Linked DNA regions of Danio rerio: all the other regions are linked to region 1. Evidence: chromatin contacts called from public Hi-C and Micro-C data. All regions are on one chromosome and are shown on one strand. Each heading gives the region's core, a stretch centred on a gene start, on an enhancer-like site or on the middle of the called end of the contact. The rest is flanking DNA. Distances are from core to core; before and after follow the strand shown.

Evidence for each region. A called contact is a pair of places that touch in the nucleus more often than the background predicts.
Region 2: a contact with region 1 is called in a Hi-C map of hematopoietic stem cells, with 2.3 times the contacts expected there. The contact joins the promoter of zgc:153968 here to the promoter of rundc3aa in region 1. A contact is called at or near these places in 4 of 18 Hi-C or Micro-C datasets (caudal fin, embryo and hematopoietic stem cells) and 1 of 4 datasets of contacts at active chromatin or transcription factors (caudal fin).
Region 3: a contact with region 1 is called in a Micro-C map of caudal fin, with 8 times the contacts expected there. The contact joins the promoter of zgc:112038 here to the promoter of rundc3aa in region 1. A contact is called at or near these places in 4 of 18 Hi-C or Micro-C datasets (caudal fin, embryo, hematopoietic stem cells and 1 more) and 1 of 4 datasets of contacts at active chromatin or transcription factors (caudal fin).

The regions. Positions count from the first base shown.
Region 1 is chr3:19,763,027-19,766,912 of GRCz12tu, reverse strand. It overlaps rundc3aa (RUN domain containing 3Aa), which reads left to right and starts at 2,042. Exons shown (of 12, transcript XR_012400931.1): 1 at 2,042-2,172.
Region 2 is chr3:19,956,922-19,960,807 of GRCz12tu, reverse strand. zgc:153968 reads right to left here and starts at 2,177. Exons shown (of 7, transcript NM_001077456.2): 1 at 1,944-2,177; 2 at 609-674. The coding sequence starts at 663. LOC141381181 (a long non-coding RNA gene) reads left to right here. Exons shown (of 3, transcript XR_012400934.1): 2 at 1,935-2,119; 3 at 3,611-3,886.
Region 3 is chr3:19,933,082-19,936,967 of GRCz12tu, reverse strand. zgc:112038 reads right to left here and starts at 1,866. Exons shown (of 6, transcript NM_001020646.1): 1 at 1,714-1,866. The coding sequence starts at 1,768.

The DNA of each region.
Region 1 (3,886 bases), core at 793-3,292:
TTTGTGGTTCAGCAGGATGAGCCTCTCAGGTCGTGAAGGATGAAGCGGTGAGGAGTTTCCTCAGGACCTTTGAGGAAAACATGGTAAACGCCGCCACCTGCTGGACATTTTACTGCTGCCTTACTTTCTGTACATCCGATTGATCTACTAGCAGTCATCTGTCACATCCAGGGGCGGACTGGCCATCTGGCAATTCTGGCAAATGCCAGAAGGGCCGAACCATTTTTTTAAATGTGGGCCGGTCAGTTTTTTATTTTTATTTTTTATTTTATTATTATTTTTTTTATATGTTTTGTTTTTACATGCAGCTTTTATCTCGTGCAACATGTGAATATTATGATGACGTTGAAAATGGTAATAATAGTAATAGTAAATGATAAGCATTTGGCCCAATCGGTGATAGTTTCGAGAGGGGCCGACTCAATCAAAGGTTACGCGGACATAATCAAAAACTGGCAAGAATGTCAAACAAACAGTACGTATGGTAATGTGGGATGGTGTGGCTATAGTGCCAGCTGAATTTTTGTCCCAGTCCGTCCCTGGTCACATCTGTGTAATAGTGCTGTTGACTTCATCTTCATTATAATCCATACTGTTTGTTAGAGAAAATCAATTATCCTAGAAATTATTTTATAAATTAGTTTGTATACCCAATTAAAATCAGGCATTTGCTTTCCCTGATAAAGGCTACTTAGGAATTTGTGTGAATGCATAATTCATTTGTTAGGCCTTAATGTTTCATTTAAGAAAAGTGTATTCAGATGAAATTTGCTCGCCACTTCGAGATACTAATACAATAAAATAGAAATAGTAAGATATGTTTTTTAAATTGATCAACTTTATTTCTGAGGTTCATTTGAGTTTTTAGCATATTTTAGTGTTCACCCAGCAAGCATTATTTGTTTTTAATTGATATCTAATTCATATTTTAAAAACAATATTTTAAATTAACATTAAAGTGTTAACTAATTTATTTTTCTGTGAAAACCTAGATACAGTACACCTACCATTTTTAAATGCATTTGTTTTTCTTTTTTGAACAAACAAGCAGCTTAATGTTATTAAAATATTAATGTTATAAATATTGAATTTCATATAAATGCTGTTATTTGAAATTGTGTGCTCGATTATGAATATCGTGAAAAGCCAAAGGTATTTTTTCCTATTAAAAATGTTTGTCATTAATAATAACAATAATAATCGTTTATATCAAAATCGGCATATAACTGTTAATCACAGGAATGAATTGCATTTTTTTATTATATATTTTTATTTTGCTTTTGCAAAAGTTATCAAAACTGAACATCAAAATTAAGCAGCAAACAAACTAAAGTAAAACATGCACACAGTATATAAAATTAATAGAAAAAAATAAAATAAATAAGAATAAAAATGAAGGAGGTACAGTATAAACCAGTGGACTATTTGTCAAATCAAATCATGTGGTACTGTTTTAATTTAACTCAAAAATGGATTGCAAATCTTTTCAAAATAATTCACCATTTCCTCTCCAAACATAAGATCTTCTCCAATGGTATAGTTGCAAACCTCTGAGATCCACTTTCCAATACGTCAATGTCTGTTTCTCATTTTAAAGCAATACATTTTTTAGCTATTGTCAGGAACATTTTAGTAATAGCATGATTATGCTGGTGGTTAGAATTCGTATAAATGCCCATTAAACATATTTCTAGATCCAATGGAAAATCAATTCCGTGAATCTGTGTTGAATTGCATTTTAAAATGCATTCACAAACAGAGCAGTTATTTTCCCCCTCAAACTTACATAGATATATCCTAGCCTACAGCATTCACTACCATTATTTTTCAGTGACGTTAATTCTTAGTTTTTTTCCGCACTTAAAGTAATTAAATAATAATGTGCACTCATCATATGTAATCATATTTAAAAGCTGTAAAATGTGTTTTGTAAAATGTATTTTTTACCTCACGGTTTCTTCAGCAAGATTGTGGGCCCACATGCAGGCGGAAGGAGGGAGGGGTTTGATCCGCGCCGGGAAGCTGGTGGCTCGGTGACGGTGATAATGCAGCCTCGGCCGAGTGAAGAAAGTCAGGCTGTCTCCAGACCGCGATGGCTATGGGTCTAACGTCGAAAAAAACCTCTTCTAGAAACATCGGCGTGGAGCGCAAGAATCTCATCACCGTCTGCAGGTAGCTTTTTTTTGCAAACACCGAATCAACCATGTTTTCGGTATACAATATTTCGTCACATACGTGAGTAAAGCTGCCATAATGTATATTTTGAAGTATGCTTTTTAAATTTAATTTTAATTATTATATATTTTATAAAGTAGATCATAGGATGTAGCATCTTGTTTACATTTTTTTTTTTTTTTTTGCGTAAACGCTTAATATTAAAGACGTCGCCCCTTATTTCAGACCGGAATCCATGACGTCATTCCTTTACATCCACCAGACCATTTTCTTGGTGTGAGGACACGACATACCCTTAAACCACATTCTTCACACACTCAATTAGATTAATATAAAAAAAGAAGAATATATTAGTCATAAATGATCCTCCAAATCTTTTTAAGGCAACACAGTTTTACTTTAAAAAAATTGGCAATTAAAAATTGAGTATCTCCTGAAGCAATAGCCTCAAACTCAGTTACTGGTGGGCCGCAGCTCTGCATAGCTCGACTTCAACCACTTCCATCTCACACTTGCATAATAGTCTCTAGTAGTTTTGAACACCTTGATTATTTGCATCAGCTGTGTTTGATTAGGGTTGGAGCAAAACTGTCAGAGCTGCAGCCCTCCAGGAATTGAGTTTGAGACCATTGATCTGAAGCAACTTTCTGTTGAAGTCAATCAAGCCATTTAAATGGAGCATGCATTCATTTTTCATCCATTCAATCATTTTCCTTACAGCGGAATGAACCGCCAACTTGACACTGGGAAACACCCATACCCACTCATTCACACACAGACACGACAGCCAATTTAGTTTATTCAATTCACCTGTACCGCATGTCTTTGGACTGTGGGGGAAACTGGAGCACCCGGAGGAAACCCACACCAACATGGGGAGAACATGCAAACTCAACACAGAAATGCCAACTCGAATGGACTTGAAGCAGCAACCTTCTTGCTGTGAGGTGACTGCTAACCACTGAGCCATTATTATAATTATTATATTTTCTAGATTAAAATAGATAAAAAAATAGATTAAAATAGATTTAAAAAATTTAACCAATCAACAAAGAAACATCAGTATAATACAACGTCACTATTCTAAAGTTTTTTAGTATTCTAAAGTTTTCACTATTCTGATTTTTTTACTGATATGGTTTAATAATAATAATAATTATTATTATTATGATTTAATACATTTCAAAAAAGGTAAAATCACTATTGCTGGAGTACTTTAATTCTTAAGTGTATTATTATTTTTTTATAACAACATTAAAGGCTGACATGGTGGCTCAGTGGTTAGCACTGTCCACATTGCACCAGATTGCTGGTTCTAGTCCTGGCTGGGTCAGTTGGCGTTTCTCTGTGGAGTTTGGCTCTGGTTTAGGTTAATTAATTAAGCTAAAATGAACCATAGTGTATGTGTGTGAATGAGTGAGTATGGGTGTTTTCCGGTACTGGGTTGCAGCTGGAAGGGCATCGATTATGTATAACATATGCTGGATAAGTTGGCGGTTCATTCTGCTGTGGCGACCCCTGATGAATAAAGGGACTAAGCAAAAGAAAAATGAATGAATAAACAACATTAAAATTACACACAAAAAACTAAGTATACAGCATTTTACCCATTGTTTTGAAATGTTAAACCATTAAGCATTTAATTTGACAGAAAAGCACTGGCAAACTTCTCTTTTGAAACGCTTGTCACCTCACAGCAAGAAGATCGCTG
Region 2 (3,886 bases), core at 928-3,427, 190 kb before region 1:
TTGAACTCCACTGACCTGACAACCACTGCAATGAAAAAAAATATTATGAAAAATATATAATTCAAACTACCTTTAACAACAGAAATGTTGAATATGTGTGTGGAATTTCAGATTTTTCTGAAAATAATGACTAAAAATCTCAAATGAACTTCAATCATAGATTTAATTTAATTTTAATTTAATTTTAATTTTAATTTAATTTAATTTAAAATTTTTCATTGACGTCAGTGGCTCCATAAACCTTTAGCATATAACTTTTTCTGGGGTTTTTTTGGGTGTAAAAATGATCTTTAGAGTATGAACATGTTCATAACCCAAACAAAAAAGGTTATTTAAAGTTATTTGCTTCATGAAGTCATGAAAATTCATCTAAAACAAGACTGTAACGCATATTTTTGTCTGTAATCAAGTGATTTTAAAGAGTTAAACATAAAATGAAATTTAATTTTTTTTAAATGACTAATTCATTTAAATTTAATTTTAATTAATTTTACTTAATTTTAATAAAATGACTAATTAATTTAAAAAGACATTTTTTCATAAGAAACAAAAGAACAAAACAAACATTATTATTATTATTGTTATTATTATCATGTTGAAGATTTTACCTGATATGTTGAGAAGTAAGACTCCTGCTACACACACAGCTAAACGCAGCATCATCCTCATATTTTCTTCAATGCAGAAAAGAAAGGACAGGTGAAGCTAACACTTTTGACTTAAGTAGAGCTTTATCACTCACCTAATCTTTAGCACATCATGTTTTACTGCTATAGCCTTCTATAAATGATATCAGTAGGCTATACACACCCTGCTGTAAAACTGTTTCAACACTACTTCCTGTAATAATGCTACTTACTTTATATGATTTATATGATATATTCAGTTTCATTTACGGAGTTTCATATTCATATCACTTAATATACCCGCCTCTTTTTGAAAATATTAATCTAGACACTTCACAAAAAATGTTGAGGTTATGTTATAATAAACAAGCACATTTGAATTACATCACTCTTCTTCTGAGTATAGCTGTATATTTACTGTAAACAGGTTTGGATGAATCACCTAAAGAAACATCAGAGAAAAAAAATGTATATTAAAAAATGTTGACATTCTCAAAATGTAAAACCTGATGAAAACATATTAGTCAAAAGAAGTGGTGGGAACTATTGAAAAATTCAGTTAATGTTAGAGGTACTTGATTTTATTTTGTATTATAAAAATATTTGTGGCTTGTGAGGACCTCAGCAAATCCCAGCATATGTTACATTGTATTACATTTTAAAAAGCTTATAATCAATTTTTTTAAGTGCTAGAGTAACAGCAGATATTTTTAGTCCAGGATGTTCTGTTTCTAACCCAGCGCAAGGCGTCTGATTATCAAATGTTGTAAAACAAACAGTCGTACACTGAACATTTCCTTTGACTTTTGATCTCATTTGAGGGTGTCCGTGACATCATTATCATCATCATCATTATCGATAACATATTGAATATCTAGGGTCAATGTACTGTAAGTTAGAATATTAGCCATTTTAGTATGCAGTTGGTTCTTTTGAGCTTTCTGAAATTTCCTCAGATTAAGTATTAGCTTATATACAAAGTGCTAAGAAAATCATTTTAAATACAAAGTTGCAGTGCATTCATCAAAATATCAGATCACACTGGCAAAAAAACAGCCAATTAAAACCTTGCATTCAACAGACAGAATTCTGTTTATCCACCATTTACTCTGCTTTGTTTGTTGTAATCAGCTAAAAAAAACTGTGAAAATGAAATCAAAAGGCATTGAGACCTTTAGTTGCATTATACTATATTGTTTTTATTTAAAATAAATCGTAAAACACTTGATCTTGATCAGTGCTGATAACTTTTTTGTGTAATATGAATCATTTGATACGATTTCAAAAATGTACGATTTCAATTTACAGTCTACACACCAGAATTAAATTCTCAGAGTCTCTGCATTGATCCTGTGGGCCGGCCTGAACACTTCACACCAGCAGCTTCTCCACGATGAACATCTTCAGCCTCTGGCGCCTAGACTGCAGCTCTGCACAAGAAGTTTGGCCAGAGGATAAATGTTCGGGCCCAACTGAGCTTAGTTTCTCTCAAGGTTATTTCCTTCACTTTCATCAATTGGTGAAGTTTGTTCCTCGCCACTGTCACCACTGGCTTGCTTGGTTTGGGACTTTTGAAGCTGCGCATCGATGGATTTGTTTTTTATTGTTTGGACTTTTAGCCGTGAAATTTTAACCACACTGAACTGAACTAAACTGAACTTCAGCACTGAAAACTGGGCTGACACTGTTTCAATTTACTATGTTAAGCTGCTTTGACACAATCTACATTGTAAAAGCGCTATCGAAATAAAAATGAATTAAATTAAATTTATGAGATCTTGATCTCTTCTCCAACTTCTGATTTTTACAAATTATCTTTAACAAAGTGACTTTGACTTTTTTTTTGTAGTTTAAAACTATTTATTATCTGGGATGGTCTCGCAAATTATGGTATAATAACTGGTTAATGACCTCCCAGTACTATATCAGCTATTTTACAAATTTGTATTTCTACAGTTTAATGTATTTAAACTATCAAAGTTGAATTTTCTCCTTTAAAGGTTGTCAAAATAAATACTGTGGTGTGGTCCTATAACTAATGTAAAATCTAAAATATAAACAGAAATCACTGAAATAAACAGAATCACCAATGTATCCAAAGCTTTATGGACACATCTTTTTTCACCCTGCCTCTATGGGAAGATAAGAGACAAACCATCTAATTTGCTAAATTAAAGGGATAGTTAAAGGGATAAACTGAAAATTCTGACATGATTTACTCTCCATTCACTCTCCATGATAAAAACTTTATTTATTTTTTCTATTGAACACAAAAGAAGATATTTTGAATCTTGGATAAGGGTATTGATTTCAATAGTCAGTGGTTATAGGTTAAAGCAGTGTTTCTCAACCACGTTCCTGGAGGCCCACCAACACTGCAAGTTTTGGATGTCTTCATTCTCTGTCACACCCATTACAGGTCTTTCAGTCTCTGCTAATGAGCTGATGATCTGAATCAGGTGTGTTTGGTTAAGGACACATGGAAAATGCACAGAGCTGGTGGTCCTTTAGGAATGTAGTTGAGAAACATTGGGTTAAAGCATGTCGGTTACAGGTTTTCAGCTTTCTTCAAATTATCTTCTTTGTGTTCCGCAGAAGAAAAGAAACCGATAACAGTTTATTACCACTTGAGGATGTGTCAATAGTGAGTAAACTTTCATTTTTTAGTGATCGTACCTTTAATAAAAAGATTATTCATTGAAAATGAAAGGCTGTAAAACCAAAGTCTGTACTTCGGATGGATTCTCTGACCTTTAGTCTTTTTTTTCATCAAAGTCTGTCCAGTAAGCCATTAACTGCAGAAACATTTATACATTCATTCATTTTCCTTCGGCTTAGTTCCTTTATTTATCAGGGGTCGTAACCCAAACCCTTCCAGCTGCAACCCAGTTCTGGGAAACATCCATAAACACTCATTCAGACTCATACACCATGGTCAATTTAGTTTATTCAATTCACCTAAACCGTATGTCTTTGGACTGTAGGGGAAACCGGAGCATGCGGAGGAAACCCAGGCCAACACAAGGAGAACATGCAAACTTCTCACAGAAATGCCGACTGACCCAGCCGGGACTCGAACCAGTGACCTTCTTGCTGTGAGGCCACTGAGCCACCATGTTGCTAACTGAAGAAACATCCAGAAGTAAAGCATTTTGGTCATGTGAAGTCCTGCTTATAGTCCATACTCATGCTTATACAAAAGCAACTAATTGCTTAAAGGCATAGTTCACCAAAAAAAGCTATAGATATTTTTTTTTGAT
Region 3 (3,886 bases), core at 617-3,116, 170 kb before region 1:
ATGTAGTCTTGTAATTAAACAATTAAACCATTTAAACAAGTTTACACTTAAAAAAGGTCCGTAATGAAAATCCGATTGTTTTTCCAAATGTAACTAACTAAAATAGTACCATGTACTTTTACTCTGTATTAGTATTATTTACTCAAATTTGTTTTATTTTAGCAATATAATAGTATTTCTAGTCCTTTAATTTAATGTAATTTAATTTTCAGTTCTCTTTCCATCTACGAATACATAAAAAAAACAATTTTACTAGCACATTTAAAATAGGTTTAATACTATGAAATATTATATTAATATTATTTTTTATTTTTTATAAATCGATAGGTAGTTCCTATGGGATGTTTTTATGTATTGCTGAAAATACATTTCAGGTGTTCAATACGTTGCTTGTCAGTCTTAAAAATAAAAATAGGTGTTTAAAGTGCTTAAAAGTCCTTAATTTTAATCAAGTTGTGCCTGTATGTACTCTGCAAACAGCACCTTTTAATTGTTGTCTTCTCCGATTTTCAGGATGTTTTGCATTGGACTGTTTTTTTTTTTGGCTTTGACCCTTGCTCGCCCCTGACCTCACTCTTTAACTGCCCTGTTGGATTTTCAGTTTATTTTATTTATTTATTTATTTATTTATTTTTTGGTTCTGGGTAGATGCTAATAAATATTTAGTTGTAATTATTTAAATAATGTGTTTTTGTTAAATATGTGATTTCTGTGTTTGTTCTGTCTACTCATACTTGTTTATCTTGTTTCTGTAATTATCATTTGTTTATTTGACCCTTGCCTCGCCTCTGATCTTGTTTTTGGATTGCCCTTTATATATCTTTTTAATTATTGGTTCTGTTTATATGGTTATAAAATATTTGTTAATTTAATTAATATGCATTTTATAAAATAATATATATATTTTCTGTGTTAATTCTGTATCTATTTATCTAATTTGTATATACATTTGTGTTTGAATGTTCTTCTTATTCTGTATATCCACTTACCTAATTTTAACTTTTATATATATTTATTTGCATTTAATTTGTGATAATTCTGTATGCATTTATCTAATTCATATATTTCTTTGTATTGCATTGATCAATCTGTTGTTGTTTTTGTTGTATGCATCTATTTATATAATTTATATAAATTATATATTTGTATTTATCAATTTATATGCTTCCTTTAAAGCATTTTTTTTTAAATAAAGCAATTTAAACTAAGCATTCCTTTTAATGTGATTTATATAGCTACCAAATGTAGATGTGAGCCACATCTAACCCAAAAGTCAGCCGCAACTGAATCAGATCTGGGCCAGATCTGTGCAATTGCATGGGCCGCATCTGGGCCAGATCTGAGAAACTGCATGGGCTGTATGTGGGCCAGATCTGAGAAAGTGCATGGGCCGCAGCTGGGCCAGATTTGAGAATGTGCATGGGCCGTAGCTGGGCCAGATCTAAGAAAATGTATGGGCCACATCTGGCCCAGATATGGACCATGCTTTTTCTGAGATATGGCCCAGATCTGGTTCAGTTGTGGCTGACTTTTGGATCCTTATGTCAGCCACAATCAGGTTGAGTCATCGCCGTCATTCCGCGCGGTATGTGGGCCAGAAGAAAATGGGGGATGTGGGCCATATGTGGGCCAGATGTAATTTGTTATCTGGGATAAGTTGCGACTGATATTGTTAATTAAGCAGTTGTCGAATTGTACATGTTTATATCTTACCTGCTATATTGAGAAGTAAAAACTCTCCGACATATACAAATTGACGGACTTTCATCCTTACTGTCTCTGCTGTGTAGTATTGTTTGCTGTTTACTTTACTGAAAGTGTCACTCTGAAGGCTGATTTATAGTCGACGCATCCGCAAATTGGTTTCGGTGCCCGCGACAAAATAAGACGTCATCGCGGAGTTGGCGGAAGTTGAGGAACACAAATCTATATTTTGTGCACACGTTTTTCAAAGCTCTTTTCAGTTAAATTATGTTTTATTTTCATTGTATATGAGGTTTTGCACGAATCACATAGCTTGGATAAACTGTTGCCAAAATTAATCATTTACACAAGTGTAGCATTGTCCTGCAGGACTAAAATTTGTTCATTCAGCATATCACGCACAAAGTTTTTCACAACTGTTCTGTCATGACAGTTCAAATGTTTTAGTACACACACCCTTCTCACGCTTGCATACGTTTGAATACTTCTATAAGGCTTCTATTCAGTATTTCGGGCCCTAAATGTGCTAATTTACATGCACGTATGCATGTTATTTTAATACATTTTCCAAAATGGTTTCTTAATGGTTTCCACTACAAATATCACCAAAAAAGCACACAAATATAGCCTAGCCTATCAATCATTAGAATTTAACCAAAAGAACTTTACTGTGTGTGTTTTTGGGACATATTAGGCTACAAAAAGATTTATTGGTTTTACCAAGCCAATGGAAGGTAAAAAATGACCAGACTTAAAGGAACATTATAGCTTTTATTAAAACTAATAAATTTCCTTTATTATAACTATTAAAACCTATGAAACCTACCTTTATAGCTAACATGTTACTAATAAAACCTATATATATAAATAAAGTTTATTTTTTTTATTTTTTCCTTTTCTTCCCTTCTTCTTCTTTTTCTTCTTCTTCTTCTTATTCTTATTCTTCTTCTTATTCTTCTTCTTATTATTATTATTATTATTATTATTATTATTATTATTATTATTATTATTATTATTATTATTGATGCACTCCTTTCTCCATTGGTGGCCGTATGTGAGTGGTGAGTATGTATGATGCCACTAGATGGCATACGTGCCTTAAACATATATTTAGCTATGTATATTCTCTTTCTGATAATATATTTTTTACACGACTTTTTTCGTGCTTCGCCAGGCAAAAACTCCATAAAAGTTTTAAAGTTGTGATTATTTTAACTTAACTGATCTACAACCTGTAGTGCGTGCCACTGTGTCTGCCCTTCTACCCACGTTAATTTCAATGTGGCAATAGCAAAAACATTGTAATTGAGGTTACTGTCTCTGTCCAGGTAACAAAGAATTCTGGCCCAGATTTTGCATAAAGCTGACCCAGCAGGCATTCATCCAGCTCTGACATATAGCATGCTGGTTTGACAGAGGTGTCACCGTCATTAAGGCGGCATGCAAGACATGGGCCAGATGTCAAATGTAGTGTTTGGACCAGAATAGATGTTACAAACTAATATGTGTGTCATATAAGTTTGGCCCATCTTGACCAACATTTAAAATACATTAAAATCATTTTTTGAGTAAAGAAAAGTTTTGATGCACCAAGTCATTTCCGTAACACCTTTATTTTATTCCAGAAAACAGTCAAGATTTATTAATTTATTGTTTCCTGTTTGTTGTAAAAATAACTGAGTTTAACCTACATTACATATCATTTATTAACCAAATTATTATTTTACAAATTATTTTATTATCTATTACTAACCATTACCATTATTAACGTGCCTAAAGTGCAGTGCTTCCTGGGTTTATCAATTTCATTGCAGTCGTGACACACCAAATATACATTCAAACAATGACCAAACATGGTCCAGCTGGCCCAGTTTAGGCCGAGTTATGGGTTATTAATTTGGCTGAGACTAGACCCAGATATGGTCCATGTTTGGCCCTTATATGGAAGCCAGACTTAGTCCAATCATGAACCATAATTCACTGCGACATGTGGGCCAAGCAAACGCTGATTGTGTGGGCCAGTGCTGGGCCAAATAAATTTTGCAATGTGGGTGACTACTGTTGTATAATGACTGATTGAATGAAGTAAAAGACTTGAGTCACAGCGTGAGATATAAAATTACAATAATGAGAAATCACGTAGTGCAAATGGATTGTTTGATGATATGGACAAAAACGGGGT